Regions from separate parts of the Mus musculus genome. Here region 1 is linked to region 2. Evidence: chromatin contacts called from public Hi-C data. All regions are on one chromosome and are shown on one strand. Each heading gives the region's core, a stretch centred on a gene start, on an enhancer-like site or on the middle of the called end of the contact. The rest is flanking DNA. Distances are from core to core; before and after follow the strand shown.

Region 1 (4,739 bases), core at 1,727-4,226, 8.7 Mb before region 2:
TTCTTCTTCTCCCCATCTCCTCCCACCCACTGCTGTAGCTCCTCCCCGTTTCCCCTCTGTCTCTTAGCCCCTGAGACTTTTGTTCCGCTTGTTTTTGAAATGAGCTCCCACTGTAGCCCTCCCTGCTAGACCCTTTGCTTCCCTCCTAACTGTATACTCTTAACCTCACTCTTCCTCTCACCCTGCCTCTCTTTCACTCCATTCTGCTGACCTTTGATCTCCTCTCCCAGGAAACTGCCTCCCTTGTGAGACCGAGCTCGGGCCCTGGTATGTAGAACAGGGGTGGGTGAGGGAAACAAACTCAAAATTCCCCGAGGCACCCGGAAGGTAGAGGTAAGAAGCAAGCACTGGACATTGAGAGGAAGAAACGGAGGGACACTAGAAAACAGAAGCACACAGCTACTACCCTGGCACTGGTGCCTTTTAAAAAGTCTCTCGGGGGCTGGAGAGATGGCTCAGTGGTTAAGAGCACTGACTGCTCTTCCAGAGGTCCCGAGTTCAATTCCCAGTAACCACATGGTGGCTCACAACCACAGCAATGGGAATCTGATGTGTCTGAGGACAGTGACAGTATACTCATAAACAAAATAAAGAAAAAAAAGAATAATTAAAAAAAAAGTCTCTCGTTAGCCGGTCGTGGTGGCGCGCTTGGGAGGCAGAGGCAAGCAAATTTCTGAGTTCCAGGCCAGACTGAGTTCCAGGACTGCCAAGGCTACACAGAGAAACCCTGTCTCGAAAACTTAAAAAAAAAAAAAAAAGTCTCATGTTCCACGTGCACACACACACACACACACACACACACCACACACACACACACACTCACTCACTCACTCACTCACCATGGGCTGGGGGTGTAGCTAAGTACAGAGTGCCTGCTCAGCGTCTGCAAAACCCTGGTCTAGCCCGGCAGTAGTGACCTTTAATCCCAGCACTTGGGAGGCAGAGGCAGGCAGATTTCTGAGTTCGAGGCCAGCCTGGTCTATAGAGTGAGTTCCAGGACAGCCAGGGCTCAGGGCTATACAGAGAAACCCTGTCTCAAAAAACCAAGAACAAACAAACAAACAAAAAACCCACCACCAACAACAAAAAAATCCTGGTCTAAGTATATAACCTCTCCAGGTCCTGGACAGATGGCTGAGAGATTAAGAGAATGGGCTTGCTTCTCTTGCAAAGAACCCACATGACAGGTGACAACTCCAATTTCACAGGATCCAGAGTCCTCTCCTGGCCTCCTTGGACACTAGGAATGCTGTGACACCAGCCCCTTAGACCTGCTCCGGAGACACAGCCAAGACTACAGCTCACTCCAGCCTCCAGGGCCCTCTCATCGAAAGCCCACCTTACTAGTATCCAGTTCTAAAAGGACCTGTGTAGTAAGTTGCTCCCGGAAGCTTGTTAGAACACCAGAGGCAAATCACAAAGGTCAAAATCCTCACCACAGCCAACAGCCTGCATCTCCACACCCCCACCTCTTCTCACCTGCTCCACGAACACACCCATCTTCAGCCTTAGAGTGTTATCTGGAACATCTCTCTGGTGTTCCCATGGCTCCTTCCCCTCCTCCAGGTGTCTGTCTGTTCAAAGATCTCCCCTGGGGCCGGAGAGATGGATCAGCAGTTAAGAACACTGGCGGCTCTGACAGAGCACCTGGTTTGATTCCCTGCACCATAACCCTCTGAAACTGCAGTTCCAGGGGATCTGCCGCCCTCCTCCAGTCTCTTTGGACACCAAGCATGAACATGGTACACAGACACACTTGCAGGCCAAACACCCATACACATAAAATAAAAACAGTCCATCCATGACAGCTATGATAATCTGCATCCCACCCTACTTATCCATACTTATCAGTAGCTAATCTAACGATACAGTTACACTCCCAGATGGTGAGGGAGCCAGGAGTTTAGGCCAGTCTGGGTAACATAGGGAAAGTCAAATTTTAAAAAAAAGTACTTAATTCGTAGACTTTCAGTACTCAGTCTCCTTAGTAAAAAGTCAAGTCCTCAGAGACAGAGGATACAGTTCCTAGTGAGTGGTCAGTAAAAAAAAAAAAAAAAAAAAAAAAAATCTGTTCAGAAACCTGTAGAAGACAAATATCCATAAAGAGTGTGTTGTAAGCATCCATCCATCCCTGGGATCTGAGATTTGGATTTTATCTGACGCCCAGGCCATCTAATAAGAGACGTTATTGCCCTCTGGCGACCAGAATAGAAACTGCAACTTTGGGACTGTTCCACAGACCATTGCAAAAAATTCACAAAGAAATGTTCATTCTTCAAAAATTCTGTAGTTTCCGGGTACAGTGACGCACGTCTTTAATACCAGTACTAGGGAGGCAGAGGCAGAGGCAGAGGCAGTGGCAGGCGCTCTCTGTGAGTTCGAGGCCAGCCCGGTCTACATAATGACTTCCAGACCAGCCAGAGAGTTACATGGTGAGACCCTGTCTCAAACAAGCCAAAACATTTGATTGAAATTATAAAATGTGAAGACTTCTAAACTGATGAGAGAACACCAGAAAAGAGGTAGATGAGTTAAAAAAAGAAGTGCTCCAGGTGAGGATCGAACTCACAACCTCGGCATCGCTTACGCCTAGCACTGACATATAAGTACCGCGCGCTAACCGATTGCGCCACTGGAGCTCCGGCCGCACCCTCGCGCCACAAAGTCCTTCAGTCAGTTGTAGTCGCAGGACTTTGTTGAACGGCTCGGCCCAACATTGCATATGCAAATATAAAGCCCGCCGATCGACCAATAAGAACAAGAGTGTGAGACTATTCCAGATTCTCACGCCTCCTGGGCCCTTGCTGTAAAAGGTAAAAAGTCCTCCCGGCTCTAGGCTCTTGGAATGTGGGCGGTGACTCGCCGTTGGAACCGCTTGCTTGCAATTATTCAGAGTAGGGGGCGGGGATTTTAAAAGCCTTTACGGGAGGGCGTGCCGGAAGGCGGCCCCTCCCCCCAGCAGGCGGGAACAGGATGTGAGCCGCGGCGGCGGCAAAGGGGAGGAGAAGCCTTGGGCGGCCGCCCCCCGCCCCACATCTGGGACCCGACTCTCCCCGCCCCAGATGCGGCGTTGCCGCTGCCCCCAGAGCCCCAGGACACTCATCCCGGAGCCCGAGGCGTTCATAGTCTTGGGCCCAGGCGTCCGGGAACTCTGTCCCGCGTTTTAAGAGACCCGCAAGTCCCGGCTCCCGCAGAGGGGCCGGGACCTCTGATGTCCAGCGCCCCCTCCTGGAGGAGCCCGGGGCTCGGGAAGTCAGCCCCGAGGCTGGAGGCCCGTCCCGTACCCGGCTTCGAAGACCGTAGGATCTGTGGCCGTGCATCCTTCCCACGGGGTCCCAACTCTGAGTCCAAGACCCCCTCCTGGAGCCACTTGGGGACAGGACCTCGCGCCTCGACTTAGGGCTGCAGCATCCATCACCTCCAGGAGACCGAGGAGTTAGCCAGTCCTTGCGGTCCCTCCCGGAGGTGACTTCACTCCTGCCCCTCGGGTTCTGGAAACTCTGGAATCCCGGTGCTCCCGACAACACACAGCCCTACCTAGAAGACTGAGGAGTTTGGGTCCCCAGCGCCCTGGTCTGAGACTCGAGTAGAGGGTTGCAGCATCTTCTATTTAGAACACCGAGACTTCGGACTCCGGATCCCAACTCTCCCCGGATTCTGGAGTCCGAGAACCCCAAGTTCACGACCTTAAGTCTGGGTTGTGAGCCTCCCCAGGGATCGCGCGTTACGGTCCAGACGCGCGGGACTCCCGACCCCAAGGCCCGTGGCTCCCCGGGAGGTGAGGGGAGCGAGGGGCCCGGGGCTGGGGGAGGGGGCGGCGCCGAAGCGGAACAATGAGGGGGCGTGCCGGCGGGGGGTAGCGGAGGCGCCGGCTGGAGTTGGGGGCTGCAACTGCACAGGGGAGAATCCAACGGTGGGGACCGCGGTTGGGGCGCCGAGGGACCGACTGGAGCTGGGTGGAGGACTCGGGGCCAGCGCCCCAGTACGCCGTCTTGGGCGGGGTAAGGAACAGTCTGTAGGACCCTGGCATCCGGTCCCCCAGCCTCCGCCCTCCCCTGGGACCCCGCGGCCTCTCCCGCCCACGGTTTTTCCCAGCCCTGCCCCTCGCCCTCAGCTTCAGCCTGAGCCTGAGAGTTCCCAGGATCCCTGAGCCTTGGGAGGGGGGCCCCCAGACAGATGGGACTTGCAGACTCAGGCACTTTTGCTGTCTTCGTTCTTTGTCTCAACCTTTTTCCATCTTTGGCTTGTATTCTCAGCCCCTTCTTCCTGTCACTTTGTATCTTCTTGGGGCCCCTCCTTGAGTTTAGATCAGCTTCCAGCACCCTATCTGTGAGTAGGAGCGGCCGAGAGACCGGTGAAGTCTAGTTCCCAAGAAGTGGGTCTCTTCTGTAGGTCGGAGTTGTGCCACTCAATCATGCCCGAGGGAGCCCGGGGATTGAGCCTGCCCAAACCCAGCCTTAGGCTCGGGTGTGGCCACCAAGGTGAAGTTTGCGACTGCGCAGCAGTGAGTGACACTCCAACAGGTGAGCAGCCCAGACAGGTGGAGCCTGTGGGCATTTGTCCCTTCCTTCAGGACAATGAGCATCCCTCTATAGCTGGCCTAGTGCTGAGCATGGCCAACATAGCCCAGCCCTGTCACCACGGAGGAGACTGCTAAGCTGAGAATTCAGGAGAAAGGAGTTGGACTCAAAGAAGAATTCTGCATGCAGGGAGCAGTATGTGCAGAGGCTCACAGCTGC
Region 2 (4,512 bases), core at 1,126-3,625:
TGGAAGCTGGAGAGCCCCTGGCTGGCTTCTCCTCCCACCCCCTCAGTTCTCAGGGACTCAGCAGGGCTCCCACTAACAGGGGCAGGCTAGGGCTTGAGCTGTGTCTTGGGTCGGGCCAAGGCTTCAGAACTCAACTGCCTCTGGCACACCCCGAGCCTGCAGCTTTTCCTGGCATCAAACTCAGCATTATCTGGAGGCAGGCACCACTCCCACACATGACTCATTAGGCCCAATGAGAAGATGGGTCGGTGGGCTAGTGACAGGGCCCTAGACAGCCACACTTCATGCCCAGGGGCTAGGAGCACACCCCCAGAGCCTCACTACTCTCAAATATCAAGATGAGGGGAGAGTATAGAGGGAATGTCTCCCTCTGAAGACCTGAATTATTGTGATGTTATTTGAGCCACGCTGGCCTTGAACTCTGAACCCTCCTGCCTCATCTTCAAAGGCTGGAATTACAGGTTCGCGCCACTAGGCCTATCTGAGAACTTAGTTAATTCTACAGAAGAGAGTTTGTTTTCACTGGTTTGAAACGAGGCCTCGTGTACCCAGAGCTACTCTTTTGCCAACTCACTGTAGAGCCAAGGATGACCTTGAACTCTGGTCTTCCTGGCTCCGAGTCCTCGGTACTGGGTAGACAATGTGTGATCCTAACCCCCAGTTTTATGTGGTGCTATACAGATGGCATCCAGGGTTTCCTGCATGCTGGACAGGTCATCAACCAACCGAGCCACATCCTCCTCATCATCATCACTTTGTTGTTGGTTTTCAATCCAGAGCTCATGGAGCCCAAGCTGGCCTCAATCTATATAACCAAGACTGTGCCTGGTCTTCCTGTCTCTACCTAACAAATGATGGTGGGATGCAGGGATGTACAACCAGGAGCAGAGCCTTACTTCTAAACGAAGAAGGAACCCCACCTCCCTGTGGGCAGACCTGGAGGTGGGGCAAGGACCACAGAAAGACATTACAGAACTAGGATCGTGAAGGAAGTCATGGAGGCCAGCCTGTTGTACAGAGTGAGTTCCAGGACAGCCAGGGCTACACAGAGGAAAACAAGAAGGAAAAAAAAAAAAAAAAAAAGAACTGAATGACTAGCAGTTTTAGAACCTTAGCTGTGTGCTTCCCGTACCCTACCTGTGGCACAGGAAGCCCTTGTTGCTAAGAGTAGGATGACACTGGAAGCACCAAGCACTGGGCAGAGTAAGGGGGAAATCTGTTACATTATTCAGATGGGCGCTTGAGGACTGAGCAGGACTCCTTTCAAGAAGCAAAAGGGTCAGGCCTGGTGCCCACAGGGACTGGAAGCTAGCTAGCGCCGAGTTGGCCCCAGAGATGTCGCAACCCAGCCAGGGTCGAGAATCTGTTCCACCCCTTTCACAACCATCCCCCTGTTGTCGTCGTCCCCACCCCCACCCCCGCCCCAACTGACACGTGGGTTGCAGGGGCACCAGGCCAGCCAACCTAGAGTCTGGGCCCCTTAGCCACCAGCTGCCAGGGGGTCACTGTCGGTCAATGACAGCTCTGGGGGAGGGGGGGAGAAGGGCCTTGGACTCTAGCCTGAGAGAAAGGATGTTGTGGAAGGAGGGGGCAGGGAGGCAAGTTTAGGGCCTGCAGGGGCCTAGGAGGCCCCACAAGACCTAAAAACGGGGGAAGGGGGGTTGTGCCAGTTAGGGGACACTATGGAGCTCTGCAAGCTAAGAGGCTCTTAGCTTCTTTGCAGTTTTGACTAGCTGAAGAGGCAACTTCTAAGGAAGGGAGATGAGGGGATGCCAAGATCCCAGAGAGCATCCGAGGAGGTCTGAGGGTGTGCAGATGCAAAGGCATTGGAGGTGAAGGGAGCCAGGGTGCAGCATCCGGGACAGAATGTGAGCTGAGGCTCCTGGTCAAGGAGAAGGTAGAGAAGAGCTAACCTGAGGATGCAGTGTGAGCTAGGGGTGAGATGGGGGTGAGGGGAGTTGTTTGTAAGACCCCCCCCCTTAAGGTGGGACAGCCTCAGAGAGAGAGTGAGTAGGCAGAGCAGCCAAGGCTGGGTGGAGATCAATGAGATTTGGAAGTGAGGATGCTGACCAGTGACGAGCCTTGGGCCTAAATAAAAAGCCTGGATGTGGGATCTGCCTCCCAGTATCGACCAGAATGACAGAAGAGAGTGGGCTGGTTGTGTTGGTGTTGGTGCATGCCTGTAATCCCAGCAACTCACTAGAGAGGCAGAGGCAGGAGCATCACAAATTCCAGGCCAGCCAAAAAGCCTATGTAAAAAAAAAAAAAAGAGAAAAAAGAAAAAAGAAAAAGTAGGTGGACACAGAGACAAGGGGGAGGCTCAGGGGGAGGGCGACCAGCTTGCTCCGCCCCCTCCCCAACCGGTTAAACCTCTGTGCAGGATCCTCCCACCGCCATGGGCCTCCTGAGAGATCCTTAGATCCAGGTTAGTGCATAGGAAAGTGTCCCCCCACTACCTACAGCTAAGGGATTGGGGTGGTGGGATCATGGTGGAGGGCGGTGGTGAATACTAGCGATGTCCCCCGCTACCCGTGCGTCTGCCTCCAGGGTGCCCCTCCAACCAGGATGAGGCTCTTCATCGCTCTTCCTGTCCTGATTGTGGTCGTAGCCATGACCTTGGAAGGTAAGAAAGAGCCTTGGAAGGTAAGAAAGAGGCTTGGAAGTGTGAAGTTGGCCTTGTGCCTGCGGCCCAGGCTTAGAAGACCCTCGAGGAGGGCTCTGAGGTCCCTTTCTGTGTCATCATTCCACTACCGCCCTCCCATCGTCCCCCATCCCACCTGCCAGGTGCCTTATTTTTGTGTCAAAGTGGGTGCTGAAGGAGGCAACTCTGTCCAGAAAAGACGCAGTAACCAATGACCTAGGATACCACCCTTTGGAATTGGCTAATCTTCCTAGAAGGGGCGGAGCGTAAAAACAAGGAGGTGAGAGGTGCAGTAAAATCAAGTGTCCAATACCCTCCCCCATGCTAATGAGTTTGCTCGCAACCCTCTCGCGGCAGGCCCAGCCCCCGCCCAGGCGGCCCCGGATTTGTCCGGAACATTGGAGAGCATACCGGATAAACTGAAGGAGTTTGGGAACACTTTGGAAGACAAGGCCCGGGCAGCCATTGAACATATCAAACAGAAGGAAATTTTGACCAAGACCCGGTTAGGACCTTTCAGGGCACGGGCGGGTGGTGTGTGTGTGTGTGCGTGCGCGCGCGCCCGTGTGTAAAAGCCCTAGCAGACAGTTCCACACTGACACAATGGGGAAACTGCACCAGAGTGTTTGACACTTTCCCTGAAGTCATAGAACTGTATCTGAAGTCATTGAACTGGATGTCAAAGTGCTCGTAGTGTGGAGACAGGCGGTGTAACTCCCAGCCAACTGTTAGAGATGTTTCCAAGTCCTAGTGAAGGGCCAAGCTAGGCGGCTGACTGGTTAGGACAGACCCTGACCCCTCCCTGTGTACTCTTGAGACAGGTCATGACTTGAGTCTCCGAGACAGAGAAAGAATGTAGGAGAGTTGGGGCAGGGGCACAGCAGAAGCTGTACAGGCCTGGGCTCTGCAGTTTACACTGGCCAAAGAGAGATTAGGGCATGCTGGGTTAAGAACTAGCCAGGCAGTGGTGGCGCACACCTTTGATCCCAGTATTCATGAGGCAGAGGCAGGCAGATCTCTTTGAGGCCAGCCTGATTGGAGCTAGTTCTAGGAAAGCCAGGGCTACACAGAGAAACCCTGTCTCAACACCACCACCACCCCCCAAAAAAAAGGGCCCAGCAAAGAACAGAAATAGGAGTTTGAGACCAGCCTGGGCTATAGGCAAGGTTCTGCCTCAAATTGAAAACAACAACAAAAAGCAGGAGGTGAAGACACCTGAGAGACACCTGGTATGCTGTAAACAGGTTGGCTAGCCAGTTTGGCAAGTAGACAAATCGTTCATTTAAAGTGAGGTCTGAGTTTGATTACAAATATCCAGCCAGGCCTAAACTTGGCAAAGGAAGTTTCCTTTGGAGGGAAAGTGCAAAGGCCCTGGGGTGGGAAGATCTGTAGATAAGAGAGAATGGCCTTCTAGACTCGGGGGAGAACTTGGGCCAAGGACACAGGCCAGAGTGAGCGGCAACAGCTTGGGCAAGCACAGGCTAAAGAAGGGGTGGGCGGGAAGCAAGAGATGGCAAGCCTTGTGGGGTGTAGCTGCACATGTTTTTAATCCCAGCGAAAAATAAAAACAAACAAGATTAAAAAAAAAAAAAAAAAGATAAGAAGATGGAAGGAAACCAGGGGAAGACCAGGGGAAATGCCAGTGCGGATCTGGTTGATCCCAGAATCCACATCTTTTTGTTTGTTTGTTTCGAGACAGGGTTTCTCTGTATAGCCCTGGCTGTCCTGGAACTCACTCTGTAGACCAGGCTGGCCTCGAACTCAGAAATCCACCCGCCTCTGCCTCCCAAGTGCTGGGATCAAAGGCGTGCGCCACCACTGCCCAGCAGAACTCACATTTTTAAAAATCAGTCATAGGGTTCAGTTAAGAG

The links. Hi-C and Micro-C count contacts between places; a contact is called where the count stands out from the background.
Region 1: a contact with region 2 is called in a Hi-C map of liver, with 2.3 times the contacts expected there. The contact joins the promoter of Plekhg2 here to the promoter of Apoc1 in region 2. A contact is called at or near these places in 1 of 39 promoter capture datasets (frontonasal cranial neural crest) and 1 of 484 Hi-C or Micro-C datasets (liver).

What each region holds. Positions count from the first base shown.
Region 1 is chr7:28,370,899-28,375,637 of GRCm38.p6, reverse strand. Plekhg2 (pleckstrin homology domain containing, family G (with RhoGef domain) member 2) reads left to right here and starts at 2,976. Exons shown (of 19, transcript NM_138752.2): 1 at 2,976-3,778; 2 at 4,393-4,523. The coding sequence starts at 4,415. It overlaps n-TIaat16 (a tRNA gene), which reads right to left and starts at 2,639; the gene lies at 2,545-2,639.
Region 2 is chr7:19,690,522-19,695,033 of GRCm38.p6, reverse strand. It overlaps Apoc1 (apolipoprotein C-I), which reads left to right and starts at 2,375. Exons shown (of 4, transcript NM_001110009.2): 1 at 2,375-2,425; 2 at 2,548-2,623; 3 at 2,999-3,146. The coding sequence starts at 2,566.